Linked DNA regions of Mus musculus: all the other regions are linked to region 1. Evidence: chromatin contacts called from public HiChIP or PLAC-seq and promoter capture Hi-C data. All regions are on one chromosome and are shown on one strand. Each heading gives the region's core, a stretch centred on a gene start, on an enhancer-like site or on the middle of the called end of the contact. The rest is flanking DNA. Distances are from core to core; before and after follow the strand shown. Region 1 holds the start of Car13 (carbonic anhydrase 13). Region 2 has its middle 73 kb from the start of Gm33819. Region 3 has its middle 41 kb from the start of Gm33819.

What was found. Promoter capture Hi-C pulls out the DNA fragments that hold promoters and counts their contacts. HiChIP or PLAC-seq counts read pairs in DNA pulled down with a chosen protein or histone mark.
Region 2: a contact with region 1 is called in an H3K27ac HiChIP or PLAC-seq map of embryonic stem cells, with 5 times the contacts expected there. The contact joins the enhancer-like site here to the promoter of Car13 in region 1. A contact is called at or near these places in 12 of 39 promoter capture datasets (the 3T3-L1 cell line, the C10 cell line, the HPC-7 cell line and 7 more), 1 of 15 datasets of contacts at CTCF or cohesin (large pre-B cells), 1 of 484 Hi-C or Micro-C datasets (embryonic stem cells), 5 of 115 datasets of contacts at active chromatin or transcription factors (embryonic stem cells, large pre-B cells and stem cell-derived neural progenitor cells) and 2 of 9 other capture datasets (embryonic stem cells and macrophages).
Region 3: a contact with region 1 is called in a promoter capture Hi-C map of pre-B cells. The contact joins the enhancer-like site here to the promoter of Car13 in region 1. A contact is called at or near these places in 15 of 39 promoter capture datasets (the 3T3-L1 cell line, 3T3-L1-derived adipocytes, the C10 cell line and 11 more), 1 of 15 datasets of contacts at CTCF or cohesin (large pre-B cells) and 2 of 9 other capture datasets (adipose tissue and embryonic stem cells).

The regions. Positions count from the first base shown.
Region 1 is chr3:14,640,156-14,643,258 of GRCm38.p6, reverse strand. It overlaps Car13 (carbonic anhydrase 13), which reads right to left and starts at 1,532. Exons shown (of 7, transcript NM_024495.5): 1 at 1,414-1,532. The coding sequence starts at 1,450.
Region 2 is chr3:15,229,166-15,232,268 of GRCm38.p6, reverse strand. No RefSeq gene overlaps it. Among named protein-coding and RNA genes, the nearest start is that of Gm33819, 73 kb to the right of the region's middle. Within about 2 kb of position 1,543, at least 16 of the 459 cell types and tissues checked have an H3K27ac peak or open chromatin away from gene starts, as enhancers often do. A contact at or near this core is called in embryonic stem cells, where this site is marked.
Region 3 is chr3:15,196,732-15,199,834 of GRCm38.p6, reverse strand. No RefSeq gene overlaps it. Among named protein-coding and RNA genes, the nearest start is that of Gm33819, 41 kb to the right of the region's middle. Within about 2 kb of position 1,549, at least 12 of the 459 cell types and tissues checked have an H3K27ac peak or open chromatin away from gene starts, as enhancers often do. A contact at or near this core is called in pre-B cells, where this site is marked.

The sequences.
Region 1 (3,103 bases), core at 283-2,782:
AACTCCTAGCTAGAATGTAAACTGGGGACTGGGGAGAAGGTCCAGCAGTTAGAACACTTGATACTCTTGCCGAGCACCTGGGTTCGATTTCCCGGCCCACATGGAGGCTAAAACCAGCAGCAGTCCTTGTTGATCTAATGCCCTCTTCTAACTTCCACAACATACAAGTCAAAAATTCATAAACATATTTTTTTAAAAAAAGAATAAATCTTTTTTAAGATTTAAAAAATGAACAAGATGTAAAACAACTCCTCATTATAATGCCCTTTCTAAGTTGAAATTTTAAATTTTCTGGAGAATTTTATTGAAACCAATACTTATTCGGGTACCTATTCGGGTACAATCAGTACCTACTGGCTAACACAACCTTCTCCCTAACCACAGAGAGGGTACCACTACTGGCACCTAATAACTGCCAAATAACAACAAACAAAATGATTTCAGAGACAAAACTGAAATGTGTAAAGATTGTCTTTCAAACACACAAATTAGAAGGTAATGAAACATAAGATTGCTATTTTGGCTTAAGAAATTCATCTAAATTATAAATGTCATTCATAAAAATCTAAACTTCATCTGATGTCATTTTAAAAATAACATTAATGTCATCACGACCTCAAATAAGCTGCAATAAGAAACGAGTTTTTTTTTTCCATCCAAGAAAAGAGGATGACCACAAGTTCTGCCCAGACTAAGCTACAGAGTAAGATTCGTCTCAAAACACAAAAAGGGGGAAAATAAAATAAAAGAAGGGAAAACTTTCCGTAAACTTTCATTAAATGTACTATAGAATATTATCCAATAACGTATATGCTAATTTAAGTTTTTGATATTATTATCCACAAACTCCATTTTGAAGACTATCAGTGCTTTCCCAGTTTTTCTTTGCAATTCTTTTGAGTAATTAATTGAAGCAATCAGTTCAAACGATGAACAAGAAGAATGTCTTATCCCTAATACACTTAGGCGATGAAGAAAAGTTGCCATGCTTATCAATAAATATATTTAACACCATATTATAATTTCTATAATCGTTTGCTAAACCTTGGTCTCTGAAAGGATGGGTACGGTAGGAAAGTAAGACTGAAGAACAAGCCCCAAGTTAACTTCAAGTCAGTATGCAAATTACAAGTTACCAAGATTGCTTCAACAGCGCCTGGAAGGCGTCCCGTGACTTAGTGATCTGGGAGCTCTCGCGGCTCAGTTGTCCTTGTTTCCTTACAAATGTGTCATCTGACTTCTGACCTCTTAAGCTTTCTCGGGACAGCAGTGAGCTTTTCCAGTGAAGTTGAATGAATGCCGCCGTCCACTCTGGAGAGAGCCGGCGGGGACCAGGCCCTGACCCCCAACCCCCCCACGGGGCTCAGAGCTCCCTCAAGCCCCCATCAGCCCCCTCTGGAAGCCCGCGCTCACCGTTGTGCTCGCCGTACCCCCAGCTCAGCCTCGCCATGGTCCTCGATGGAGAGCCTGTGGCAGGGACACTGTGGACCTGTGGCAGGGCGCCCGCGCCAAGGAGCTGGGCGGGCCTGGGTGGAGGGCGGGGCCGCCCGCACCCCGAACCCGGGAACCCGAAACCCGAGGGCACGGTCGTCACCCGCAGGGGGCGCCCGAGTGGGGAAAGGGATCTGTGCTCAGCAGCCAGAAAGGTTTCCAATGGGGATTTCCTGCCTTCTGAGAAGTCCACCCCAGAAAAAGCCCTTCTGGAAATGACTCACCCAGGCAGGAGCTGCTGCTGGAGTTGGAGATCTTGTCTGGGAAATGCAGGGGACCTTGATGGAGGTGGCAGTGGTGATTACACATGCACATACATCAATGCCGATAGCTGTAATAACCACCACTTAAAATAAGAACTACTAGTTAGGAAGTGCTCACCTCCCCGGGCCAGCCCTCCCTTCCCCGACAGCTCCAGCCTTTCCATCTGCATAACTCACTTCTCTGATTCCTTTTTGCTTACTCCAGCATCTTGCAGACTTGGCCCTGCATAGAAGAAGCCAAACTTACTGGATTCTTGGTTCTTAACTCTTACTGCCATTCTGACTGTGCAAGAAGGAAGGAGTTGAGAAGAGAAGTGTGTGCGCTCCTACAGAACAGTAGAAACTCACCTTCGAAGACTGTTCTAGATATATGCCCAGGAGAGGTATTGCTGGATCCTCCGGTAGTACTATATCCAGTTTTCTGAGGAACCGCCAGACTGATTTCCAGAGTGGTTGTACAAGCCTGCAATCCCACCAACAATGGAGGAGTGTTCCTCTTTCTCCACATCCACGCCAGCATCTGCTGTCACCTGAATTTTTGATCTTAGCCATTCTGACTGGTGTGAGGTGGAATCTCAGGGTTGTTTTGATTTGCATTTCCCTGATGATTAAGGATGTTGAACATTTTTTCAGGTGCTTCTCTGCCATTCGGTATTCCTCAGGTGAGAATTCTTTGTTCAGTTCTGAGCCCCATTTTTTAATGGGGTTATTTGATTTTCTGAAGTCCACCTTCTTGAGTTCTTTATATATGTTGGATATTAGTCCCCTATCTGATTTAGGATAGGTAAAGATCCTTTCCCAATCTGTTGGTGGTCTTTTTGTCTTATTGACGGTGTCTTTTGCCTTGCAGAAACTTTGGAGTTTCATTAGGTCCCATTTGTCAATTCTCGATCTTACAGAGCAAGCCATTGCTGTTCTGTTCAGGAATTTTTCCCCTGTACCCATATCTTCAAGGCTTTTCCCCACTTTCTCCTCTATAAGTTTCAGTGTCTCTGGTTTTATGTGAAGTTCCTTGATCCATTTAGATTTGACCTTAGTACAAGGAGATAAGTATGGATCGATTCGCATTCTTCTACATGATAACAACCAGTTGTGCCAGCACCAATTGTTGAAAATGCTGTCTTTCTTCCACTGGATGGTTTTAGCTCCCTTGTCGAAGATCAAGTGACCATAGGTGTGTGGGTTCATTTCTGGGTCTTCAATTCTATTCCAGAAGATGCCCCAACTGGTAAGAAGGACACATGCTCCACTATGTTCATAGCAGCCTTATTTATAATAGCCAGAAGCTGGAAGGAACCCAGATGCCCCTCAACAGAGGAATGGATACAGAAAATGTGGTACATCTACAC
Region 2 (3,103 bases), core at 294-2,793, 590 kb before region 1:
TAGAAGTCGTTCAGCAATGTCCAGTTTTGCTTAACTTTCTTCTCCAACTGTAAATGCTGAAGGTCATTTTCACTAAGATTTGTGTTAGTTACATATTATAACCCACCTCCAAACTTAGTGGCTTAAAGCCACGTGTTTACATTTGTATGGGTCAGAATTTGGGGATTAGCTCAGTTAGGCAATTTTGGATAGACGCGGGACACCTGTACACTAAATCACAGCCCTGAGAGTTCAGTAAGAATTACAAGCATCACACACAGCCTCCCTCTTTTCTTAAACTGATTCTCAGTACAGCAGACTCCAAGAGCCCAGGCAGAAGAACTGGTTTGCTCCCAATACAGATAACAAAGAGCACTGCAGCCTGGCATCTAGAGTACTTATCCATTCAATTTGCGTGCGTTTTGCAAGTTTCAGTCATGTGCCAGACAGTTTCCTAAAAAAGTGGAACACAGCCACGGGGAAAGTCGTTTCTCCTTTTGAGAAAAAAAAAAGAACAATTATAATCACAATGTCATACTTTTTAGAAGATATCATGTAATATCTAGGAACTAGGTCAGGCAGAAACAAAAGAATTTTTTAAATTCCTTCTTAAAGGATGACTTGAGCAAGAGAAGCTCTTTGATCTCATATTACTGTGGTACATACCAAAGGCTGGCGATGTTAACTGACAGGCACATGGGATGTGTTTATAATAATGGCCCTTTTGTGGTAAGAGAATGATTAAGGGTTTTCTAAGGAGCAAAATTACATGTAGCAGCATAGCAGAGACCTCAACAAAGATGTGGATAGACAAGTAAGAATTTGAGTTTTCTGGAAAACAATTACAATAAGAAATGTTATTAAAAGAGAAAATGTAGCAGTATTGACCTTGTGCGACTCCTCATATCTCTTATTCTATATTTCTAGCATAGCATACACGCGCATAATTTTCAAGTGTGGTGTGGATGCTAAGGAGGTGCTCCCTATCCAGCACCTTCCTCTGTCTCTGTCTCTGTCTCTCTGTCCTTGTCTCTCTCTTTCTCTCTCTCTGATATATATATAGTGTTTATAAATTGTACTTTCACTTTTACATTATAGAAATTTATTCAAATAAAGTAGGAAATGTAGTAGAAATTTCATTCTCAGAGGTAAAAATGTTCTTTGGATAAACTGATATTGTTCCACGTTCCACGTTCCACTGAGTTGTGAAAACTCTGCCTGACACTCAGACGCTAGTCTACACTTACCTTATGCCCACTGTCCAGTGATGGACTCTCAGGAAACACTGATCAGCTCAGGTGGCAGGAAAACACAGCCAAAGATGTGGGAAGCTGAAGCTGGGGGTTCCCAAGCTCCCAGGTGTCCAGTCGCCGCTGAACACCAGAGTTGGGAACGAAGGAGGCCAACAGGTACCTCAAGGAGTCCCAAACTCCTGGAGATACCACTGTGTCGTGAGAAGGAGGGAAGCGAAGAAGGCTGTGGGCTGAGGACAAGGCCTAGGCCACGGGGAATGAGGGACTCCAGCTTAGCTCGCCTGCAATTGCTCTTGGCTTAGCAGTGATTATCTAGGAGTGTGGAGAGGCCTTCTGCAGGAGGCAGACTGTGCGGCTCTGTAGGCAAAGGGTTTCTCCATGGCGATTCTTGATTTTAAAAAAAAAGTGTCTTTGGCTCCAAACTGTTTATTGATTGTTCGTCGTGAAAAATAGGTGCATACCACCTCCTTAAGGAGGACCAGAGATTAAATAACTTTTGCAGGAAGGGATGTCCAAGAAGGGAAGCTTATGGGCTAAACCCTCGGGGCCTCTAAATACTCAATTAGCGTGGAGAATTCTATCCTGATCTACATGAATAAAGCTCACATTCCTATGTAACGAGTATCCTGATCTACATGAATAAAGCTCACATTCCTATGTAACGAGTGTGGTCACCTGGCAAGAGCCTAGTCAGAAGCAGGTGAAGCTCCTGCCTTCCTCTCAGAGTTTCTATAGTTTCCAACTCACTCAACCATTCCAAGTTTCCTAGCACAGTCCACTGTCCCACAAACATATGAGACATCATTTCCTCACAGTTATATTAATTGAACTTTTATTATACACGTTGTTTTTCTTAGTATGATTTCATAGTAGCTCGGAAATAATAGTTTTATTGTGAAACTTATGGCAAGTATAATTGAATTCCCGACTCATCAACACTACTGACAAAAGAGTTACCTAAGTTCAGAAGTATTGTAGGAAAAACTATTTCCATTGGGAAGACCACCGAAACATACATTCTCTCTCTCTCTCTCTCTCTCTCTCTCTCTCTCTCTCTCTCTCTCTCTCTCTCCCCTGTGTGTATGTGTCTGTCCTGCTGTCCTGTTTGTCTGTCTATGTGTCTTGTGTGTCTCTGTGTGTCTCTGTGTGTTTCCCTCTAAAGAAACAATAGTTCTAACAATATGAACTAACCAGTACCCCCAGAGCTCCCTGGGACTAAACCACCAATCAAAGAAAACACATGGTGGGACTCATGGCTCTAGATGCATATGTAGCAGAGGATGGCCTAGTTAGTCATCAATGGAAGGAAAGGCCCTTGGTCCTGTGAAGGTTCTATTCCCTAGTATAGGGGAAAGACAGGGCCAGGAAGTGAGAGTAGGTGGGTTGGTGAGCAGAGGGAAGGGGGAGGAGATAGGGGATTTTTGGAGGGGAAACTATGAAAGGGGATAACATTTGAAATGTAAATAAAGGAAATAATAAAAAAGAAATGCAAAAAAAGAAACAATAGTTCTGGTTTAAAATTACGTATATATGCATTTAGACTTATAATTAAATAGTTTAAAATGTCCATGTTTGGAACTCATGGGTCTTAAACATATTCCAAAAGCATAATGCTGCTCCTATTAAGTCACATATCAGAACAGCAAACATATACAGAAAAAAGCTGGTATTCTTATATGAATAACAGAGAGGTCAGGGGTGTTGTTACCAATCTTTAAGGCAATAATATTTTTCCCACAAAATTCACAGAGGTTCCCACATTTCATGGAACTTGATTAAATTACTGCTGCTTCTTGGCACCTACCAATAATAAGGTCCACTCAAATAAAAAGACAAAAAAAAAAAATTGGTGTTTTCCTAGGTCTGGTTGA
Region 3 (3,103 bases), core at 300-2,799, 560 kb before region 1:
ACATGTAAAATTGCAAGGGGTGATGTCTGAAAAGGAGTTTGAAAGTAGTTTCCCCATCTCAGACACTCTTATGAAAGGTCACTTAGGGAACACTAGGTTTCTAGTTAAAAGAGAAGTAGTGGACCATTGATCACAGGTTATGAAATGATTACAATTAAACTACAGGTTAATAAGTTGAGTTTCAAATGTCACTCAAGGCTAGTATCATAGGTCTTCATATTATTATCACAATATTTTCTATCTCATTCCTAATGTAGGAGTTATATACCTGTCTTCATGGTGATAGATGTAATTGGTGAGTTCATTCCCCAAATGAAACCTCTGCATGCTACAAACAGATAACAAGCATTACTGAATGCCCTCATTTAAGCAAATATTTTTTAGTAACTACTTTCTCTTATGTAACTAATGAGAAGCAAAATAAACAGGTAACTGTGGTATGCATTATGATAAAAATATATCTTATACTCTAAAAGACTGGAACTTTTGTTGGACCTCACAGCCAGTTAATATAATCCCTTGAGGCCACTTAAGTAAGACTGACATCCTCCTGTGTACTCAGCCTGTTAAGAAGACAGTAAAACAACCAACATTACTTGCCTTGCATTTCCAGTGTAACCAGCTTTTACAACCTAAGCTAAGGCATAGCTGTACTCTTAAAATATGTATTCTTTCATTTATCTGACCCAGAGAGCATTGCATGTGTATTGTGATAATCATTTTATAGAAACAGAAAATGGACTAAAAGTGGCCTTATATAGTGAAAATCCAGCATAAATACATGAAAACACTATTCAGGTACTGCTTAATGTTTGTTTCTTATCTAGGTTAGTTGGAGTCAGTGACTTAATTCCTTGTAAAATTCTGTTAAAGATTTCCCTGACTCCTTCCCCCCCATGCAAGACTTTCTGTATTGTTCATTAAAGAAGAGAGCAAAGCCTTTAGGTGGGGGCACACACACTCAGAATCACAGGGCCACAGACACAGGGACACCATTCATGCAGTTTCACATTTGGATAACAGGCAGGCAGGGACAATAAAAGACAGGAAGAATGAATTAGAGCATTCAAATCTGGGCTGGATCCTGTTTTAAAGGACACCAAGAAAGAGTACTTTTATTTCTGTCTTCAGTGCAAGACCCACACATTATTGATGGCTGAGTTTATTTTTAATGAATTCAAACATATGTAGGATAGCATCTCAACATATTCATATTTTAAATAGACATTAGCAAAAGTCCTTTAAGATCCTTTAAAATTACCCTAATGTAAGTTAATAGAAGCTCTCTTGTTCTATCAGCTCCTTTTCTTTAAAACACAATTTGACGGGTCTTTACTTTAAAACTTGTCCCTTTGCCTGCCTTTAATTCCTGTATGCTGTGACTCAGGCTGCAGCTACCTGAATATTTGAGGAGTATTGATATCTTATGAGACCAATGTTCAGTTTCCAATAGACTAGACACTAATGTTTTATTAGCATTCTTAGGCCACGGCGAAAGCATCTTGCTTGCCTTTACAAGGAGCGCTTGGCTTCTGCTCCTACTTCCTCTTTTCTTGTAAAGTTGGAAGAGAAGGGTAATTTTGCCTTCCACCAGGCTATACAGCTTTGCCTTTGAGTCCTTTTTGTAGTCTATTGCAATACATACTTACTAGATTCCACTCTCTGAGGTCCTTGGAAACATTTTTCTCTTGGTTCAATATGTAAGAACTCTGTGAGGCCATATATTTAGATAGTGTATCACAGGTTTTCGCTTCCTACATCCAAATAATATGCCTGATGAAGAGCATATAGGCCAAATTGCTGGGAATGTTAACTGTTAAAAACAACAACAATAGCAAAAAATCACCTGGCCTTTCTAAGTTGGAGGAAAAGGTTTTGCAACGTTTGCATCACTGCGTGCTTATGGAAGAGAAGATTTGCTGTGTAGGGAAGGCCTGGTGGGATAGCAAGCTGTGGCTGAGAGAACACGACAATGTCCTGCTCTGTCTCACTCTCTGCTTTGATGAGGATGTGCCAGATGAGCAACAGCAGAGGTTCAGGGTCCTCTGCTTGAGTGGTCAGGTAGGATTCAGTCCTGCTGCGAATCACTGCATATTGTTATTGACAAGCTTCCATCTGAAGACTCATGATGAAGCACAGCCTTGGAGCTCTCTGTGAGCTTACCATGGGGCCAGCATCAAAGGAAGGTTCATTTACAAATGCTTGTCACTGTGAATGCGCAGATAAACAGAATGTACCCTGTTCTAGTCTCTGGTTTTTTTTTTTTTTCCTTTTAAATTTTCTATTAATCTCCTATACCATCTGTATACTGCATTTGCTCAAAGGAGCTGTCTTTTGTCTGAAAAGCACTTTATATTTCAAATATGAGTGTATTCAAAACACAGGTTTGTTTTGAAAAATTTAACAAAGTTTAATTACATGCCTTGTTCTACATTAATAATGATCTGCATGAAGATCATCACATAGTGATTCATTTGATACACTTGAACTGTTTATTTTTTGTTTGTGTTTTTGTGTGTGTCTGTGATATGTATACATGTCTGTCCGTGTGTGAATCTATGTGTCTGGTTGAGTGTGCAAACCTCTGCACATGCATGTGGAGGTAACAGAAGTCTTCTTGCTCACTGCTATATTGTTAATTGACCAGTATCTCGCAGTGACCCCAGACCTTGCTATTGCAGTTACTCTTGTTAGTCAGCTTGCTTCAGTGACCCTTGTCTCTGCTGAAGGAGTGGTGGAATTACAGCAAAGCCTCCATGCCCTCCTGGCATTTAGGTAGGTGCCGGAGAACCCTCCACTTGCTTGGGCAGTAAACCCTTTTCTTTACTATTGAGCCATCTCCCCAGTTCTGGGATAATCTGAATTTCTTTTTTAGTTTCATTCTCAAAATGGAAATTTATATTATACATAACTACTTACTCCAACAAGAATAACCTTATACTATTTTTACTTCATATGAATGACAAATTTCTTGGCAGATAACTTCATTCTTTTTTAATGCTTTTTTTTACAACAAAAAAACATAAATTGGTCATTTCTTGTTTTACATAGTTTAAAAACATATATACGTATATATCTTTTTCTTAATTTCTGAGGCTTAACT